2 separate regions of the Gossypium hirsutum genome follow, and region 1 is linked to region 2. A link is a contact called in public Hi-C data. All regions are on one chromosome and are shown on one strand. The core of a region is the stretch at or near the end of the contact, and the rest is flanking DNA. Distances in the headings are between cores, read along the strand shown. Region 1 has its middle 28 kb from the start of LOC107929423. Region 2 holds the start of LOC107929452 (abscisic acid 8'-hydroxylase CYP707A2).

Region 1 (2,910 bases), core at 289-2,788, 74 kb before region 2:
TTATCTATGTGGTAATCCACATGTATGCCATGTCAGCAAAGTTAATAAACATTAATTTTTCCATCTGCTTTGAGGTGATTTGACAAAAAATTGTAAGTTCAAAGGCTAAAATAGATGAAATATGGAGAGTTAAAATAACTTTTTTTTTGTAAAGTTGAAGGATCACAAAAGTAATTATGCCTAAATAAATAAACGAAAATATTATATTTTGTATATATTTATTTTCTAATTATTTATATATTGGTTAACAAATTAATGTATATATGTATAAATGTATGGGGACATGTCATACATGTTATATATCCTTGATTTGTTTAAATGTAGGTTTCTGAATTAATTGGACCAACGTATCATATTTTTAGTTTTCTTGCTCATAATAGTTTTCATTTCTTCTTTTTCTTCTTCATTGGTGTTGATCAATGTCATTGAATTTGTTTAATATAGCACTTTTTGTAAGGATATGTTGGCAGGGACTTTTTTTGTCTGCTAATTAAAAAAAAAAAAAGACAAAAGAGATGGAACCACATTCATTTAGATTCCTAGTAAGTTAGCTGGTTAGACGTAACTCTTTATTTCCAAACGATTTAGGGGTGAAATTCATGGAAGGATTCAATTATCATAAATTTGGTAATTCAATTTCGGTTTAAACTTTAGGGTTAAATTAGAATGAGACACAGCTACAATTATTTATATACCATATACATAATACGTACGTACGTACGTACGTGGGTGTGTAATTTTAAATGAAATAGAAGCACGTGTCTCCCTGTGCATGGGATCCCACGCCAATTTAAATCTAAATTTAGGTCAAAGTCATGTTTAATAAAAAAACAATAGCAAGAATTGGGTCATTCTGCCAAACACACTGTTTTGATGAATAAATATTTATCCCCTCTACAACAACTAAAAATATAAAAAAAGTATGGTGTGCCAACACTTCCAAAACAGCCATGCTCTTATCTGTAAAGTCAGAAAATGACTTGTAAAGAAAGTGATTAGCATGAAACGAATTTTATGACTTAGGCCATGCTATTGCAGTAACTATTGTTTAATATACATTCTAGATCGATGATCCTTTTATTTATTTATTTATTTGGCTTTTGGCTTTACAAGTAGCTAGGGTCCCTCTCTAAGGCTTGAAAACATCATGAGAAGGTGGATTTCATTTAGCCAAGAGTGGTATCCACCCCAGAAGTTGCCCCGTATATCAAAACAATCTAATAATATATAATATCAAAGTGGGGTAGAAGAGCATGATTTTATTTTATTTCTTTCTTTTTTCCGGCTGTTTATCCCATCCCATCCCATATTGTCTCATTCATACAAATTTTAAACATTCACTGTTTATAATTCTATTCTATGCGGATTATATTACCACACATCATTTAAAACCAAATTTTGTATAATATATCATCACCTAATTTACACATCTATGCACAGAACAAGAATAATATAATGTCACACTATAATACTGTGGTCTTTGCTGTTACTATTGCTATATATGTTAAATCAGTTCACACTGCACACACAAACAAAACTCAGCAGTAGCACAGAGAGACAGAGAGAGAGAGAGAGAGAAGGGAATATTAACTGTATGAATACCCCAACAATACTAGAATAGCCCTCAAAAAGTTGAAACTTATCTTCATTACAAAAAACAAAGAAAGCCAGCACATAATACAATTAATGTTGCAAACCGAGGCTGTCCTGGTTTTGTGTCTCTAAATGGTATTGTGTTTTGTTTTGGCCCATAGAAAAACCGGTATTATTGGCAGTGCCATACGCCCCCATACCTATTTAGCTATGTACGAATTCTTTAGGCATACGGCATGGGCTGGCTTGCATTAAATATTCTCAACCTCCCCCTCCCCTTCTTTGATTATTTATTTTTGCTCCTTCACTGTACGGATATTAAAAAATTATACTCATTTAAACACTAGCTATTATTTTAATCCTCACAACTTGCTTCATGCACGTTTACCAGAGTCATGCAAACTTGTCGTGTTTAATCAATTGGGAAGAAAATGTGTGAGAAATTTCCTGGTCAGAGTTTATGATATTTAACTATCACCCAACTTGCTAAGACTTAAATACAGCGTCACTCACTCTATGATCCGTCTAATTATAAATTCCATTTCTTTATTTTAACAAGTTTAATAAATTAATTTTTCTATTTTAATTTATTCTAATTAAATTAAGTAATATTATTAAACAATTCAATAATTTGTATATAAAAATTAATAAATGTCTATAAAAATTAAAATTTAATAAATTAAAGATTTCTCAATCTTCATAAAATAAAAGAAATTTTAAGATATATTATAACTGAAAATGAAAACACATAGAATTATTTCGGTCAAAACACTAAAAAAGGAAAAACCCAAAAGAAAAATTCAATGTCAAAAAAGGTACTTGCTGTACTAACTTTGAATCTGGTCAATAAAACCACACTTTGATCAAGTGATATTTTTGGTTGCAGAATTGATAACAGCTAATCATGTCTGAAGCTGATTTAACGTTTAAATCAGAGGCTATATGTTGTGGTTTTTGGTTTTGCTGGGAGTGGATTTAGAATGGATGGCCATGCTTAACTAGTCTTACGTCAAAAGGCAAAGAGCATATGGATAGATTTCCTTTCTATCATAAAAAGCTGAAAGCCATACATACATATGGTATTAAAATTGTTAAACGAAATTCGAATTTTAATATTTATAGAAATAATATAGAGCATTCAACCATTTAAACTTATCCATATTAGTGGATTGATGGCACGTAGCCAAAAGACACAAAGGGAAAAAAACAGAATTTGTTAGATTGAAAAAGGAAAGCTGATGTCAAAATCCTACCCTAAAAATTAATAATAATGGGGTCCTTTTAAGTGGGACTGTGATGGATCCACAACCCTTCCTA
Region 2 (3,040 bases), core at 530-3,029:
CAAATTAGTATAACTTAAATAAAATCAAAGTGCTAAATGCATTTAAACATTAAAATTCACATATAATTAAAAAATCTTATCATGGCTACACTAATTAATGATGTAGATGAAATATTAAAAATAGTTAAGAATAGAATGTTGATGAGCATAAGAGATGATAAATTGATGATTGAGAGCCCCCCACCCAAGATGGAAAAAAATTGAGGTTTTGGACTAATTCCTAAACCTATAAAACCTATAACAGACCAAAAATATTATTCAATTATGGTGATTTTGAGTATAAATGAGAAACCACATTTTTATTGAAGCAGTACACGGTGACTTCGTTTCTTGTATATGTAAGTCTTTATTTTTGGTTGGGGCTTGACAAAGGTTTTGACTCACCAAAACACCACCCAAATCCAACCCAACATTTATTAAACACTCTCACTCTTTTGGCTGCTTATTATATATATTGATAAATATATTGTATAAGCTTTTATTGCAGCTTGTTCAAAGTGGGGTTTTGCTTTGAAAATAAAAAGGCATGCTTTGAACTGTCTCCAATTCAAAGATGGGGGTTTTGAATGACAAATTATTTTAGTTTAAGATTTAAAACATATGGCACAGATTTTGGTGAAGCGTATAAAAATTGCAGACTTTTAGAGTGAGGTATGGTAAAAGACTATGGGGTTTCTACCCTTCAATATTTGGATGTTCAAAGAAAAAGTGAGTACGGATTGAGCTCGTTAAAGTGACTCATACTTCTAACTTCAAACTCTCCTTTTGTCTTGCTTAAGGGACGTTTTCTTTCATGTCTTAAAACCCAACCTTTTCTTGATTCTGGTCAAACACTCACGCGCTCTTTCTGCTTTCTTTTCTTTCAGTCCTGCCACGTGCTTGCTATTTTTATTTTATGACTAATTTATAGTTTTTTTACATTTAATCATTTTAAATTATCTACAGTTACTAGTTAATTTTTAAATAAGAGTACAATTCACTTCAGGGAATTCATATTTTCTTACATTGATAATAATTTTAATGTCAGTCGAGTTAAGACTCAATCTATATATTAAATTATAGTTAATAATTATGTTTTTATTGTAAAATAATACAAAAACATTCACAGTCATTAATAAAAATATATGAAAAAAAAGAAATAGATAAAAATTATACAACATTGTGATTATAATACAATCACAAATATGAGTTTAAGTAAGGACAAATTATAATCAAATCAAAATCAAATATAAATAATCTAAGAATCAAAATAATCTAGACTAAAATTATTCCACGAGATTAAAACTCACACATAAAAATAGATATATATTCAAATAATTATAAAATAGAATTAAACTAAGATAAAACATAAAATAAATTAATAATCAAAATAATTAAGATTAAAATAAACCGATCAAATCGAATTAAAACCCACAAATATAACTAAAAGCACAAGGTTTAAAGCTTTGACCTTTACTGATAACGTTAACATCGGTAATTAAATAAAAAAAATAGTGAGATGAAATTTTAATATTAATAAAATAATAAAAATAGAATATGTAACAATGAACTGAGTCACAGAAAATATATTAGCACGGATAAAGAGTACAGATGAGTAGAACTAGAAAACATGCAATGAGCTGGAGGGAGATTCCGCGTGTGGGGGATTCAAGTTGTATTTCAAACCCCCTTCCTTTTCCCTTCCTATATCCTTTTCATATTTCTAACCCGACCCGACCGAGCCCGACCCAATCCCCAGTCCCCCCCCCCTATATATATACCTGCTGCTCACTTGTTTCCATCACACAACTTCTTCACCATTCAGCTACCAAGATTTCCACCCTATTTATAATTTATTAAACATGGCATTCTATTTCATGATTCCCTTATTTGCTTCCATTTTCTTTATTTTTCTCTTCAATTCTCTGCTTAATTTGTTCAAATCCAAAAAATCCCGGGATTTACCCCTCCCGCCAGGCACCTTGGGTTGGCCGTACATCGGTGAAACCTTTCAGCTCTACTCCCAAAACCCAAATGTCTTCTTTGCTTCCAAGCAGAAAAGGTGTGTTATTTTTCTTTGTGGCATGTTCTTTGCAGTGTAATGTAATGCATGCTTACAATGGGCTGTGGCTTGTGTTTGTTTGTTTTTATATAGGTACGGCTCCATATTCAAGACCCATATACTCGGGTGTCCCTGTGTGATGATTTCCAGCCCGGAAGCTGCGAAATTTGTGCTTGTCACCAAGTCTCACCTCTTCAAGCCAACGTTTCCGGCCAGTAAAGAGAGGATGTTGGGCAAACAAGCCATTTTCTTTAGCCAAGGACAGTACCATGCCAAATTGAGGAAGCTTGTGCTCCGTGCCTTCGTGCCTGAAGCCATCAAAAGCTTCGTTTCCAACATCGAATCCATTGCCAAAGATTCTCTCCAGTCATTGGAAGGCAGGCTGATTACCACTTTCCAAGAAATGAAAACGGTAAGCCTAAAAAACAGAGAGGGAAAAAAAAACAGGGTTGTTTCCTCTGTTTTTGTTTACCCTGTGTTTGATGATATGTTGATATCAAATATATTTTTTATATTTGCAGTACACATTCAATGTTGCGCTGCTATCGATATTCGGAGAGGATGAAGTGAAGTACAGAGAAGATCTGAAGAGGTGTTATTACATATTAGAAAAAGGTTATAACTCGATGCCCATTAACATTCCGGGTACACTTTTCAACAAATCGATGAAAGCAAGGAAAGAGCTAGCTCAGATCCTGGCCAAAATCATATCGACCAGGAGAGAAACGAAGCAGGAGTACAATGACTTGTTGGGTTCTTTCATGGGTGATAAAGAAGGCCTCACCGATGAACAAATCGCTGATAACATCATTGGTGTAATCTTTGCTGCTCGTGACACCACCGCTAGTGTACTCACTTGGATAATTAAGTACCTTGGAGAAAACCCCAGCGTTCTTCAAGCTGTCACGGTAAGTTTATTGCTCCTCCTATGGGACTAGTCCAAGAAAACTCCACCATAGACACACTGACTTGGTTGTTTCTTGTGGTGTTTTACAGGAT

Evidence for each region. A called contact is a pair of places that touch in the nucleus more often than the background predicts.
Region 1: a contact with region 2 is called in a Hi-C map of leaf, with 6 times the contacts expected there. The contact joins the enhancer-like site here to the promoter of LOC107929452 in region 2. A contact is called at or near these places in 20 of 34 Hi-C or Micro-C datasets (anther, callus, fibers and 4 more).

The regions. Positions count from the first base shown.
Region 1 is chrA08:110,079,874-110,082,783 of Gossypium_hirsutum_v2.1, reverse strand. No RefSeq gene overlaps it. Among protein-coding and RNA genes, the nearest start is that of LOC107929423, 28 kb to the left of the region's middle. Within about 2 kb of position 1,538, at least 5 of the 9 cell types and tissues checked have an H3K27ac peak or open chromatin away from gene starts, as enhancers often do. A contact at or near this core is called in hypocotyl and leaf, where this site is marked.
Region 2 is chrA08:110,006,178-110,009,217 of Gossypium_hirsutum_v2.1, reverse strand. It overlaps LOC107929452 (abscisic acid 8'-hydroxylase CYP707A2), which reads left to right and starts at 1,779. Exons shown (of 7, transcript XM_016860880.2): 1 at 1,779-2,041; 2 at 2,135-2,453; 3 at 2,563-2,949; 4 at 3,038-3,040. The coding sequence starts at 1,842.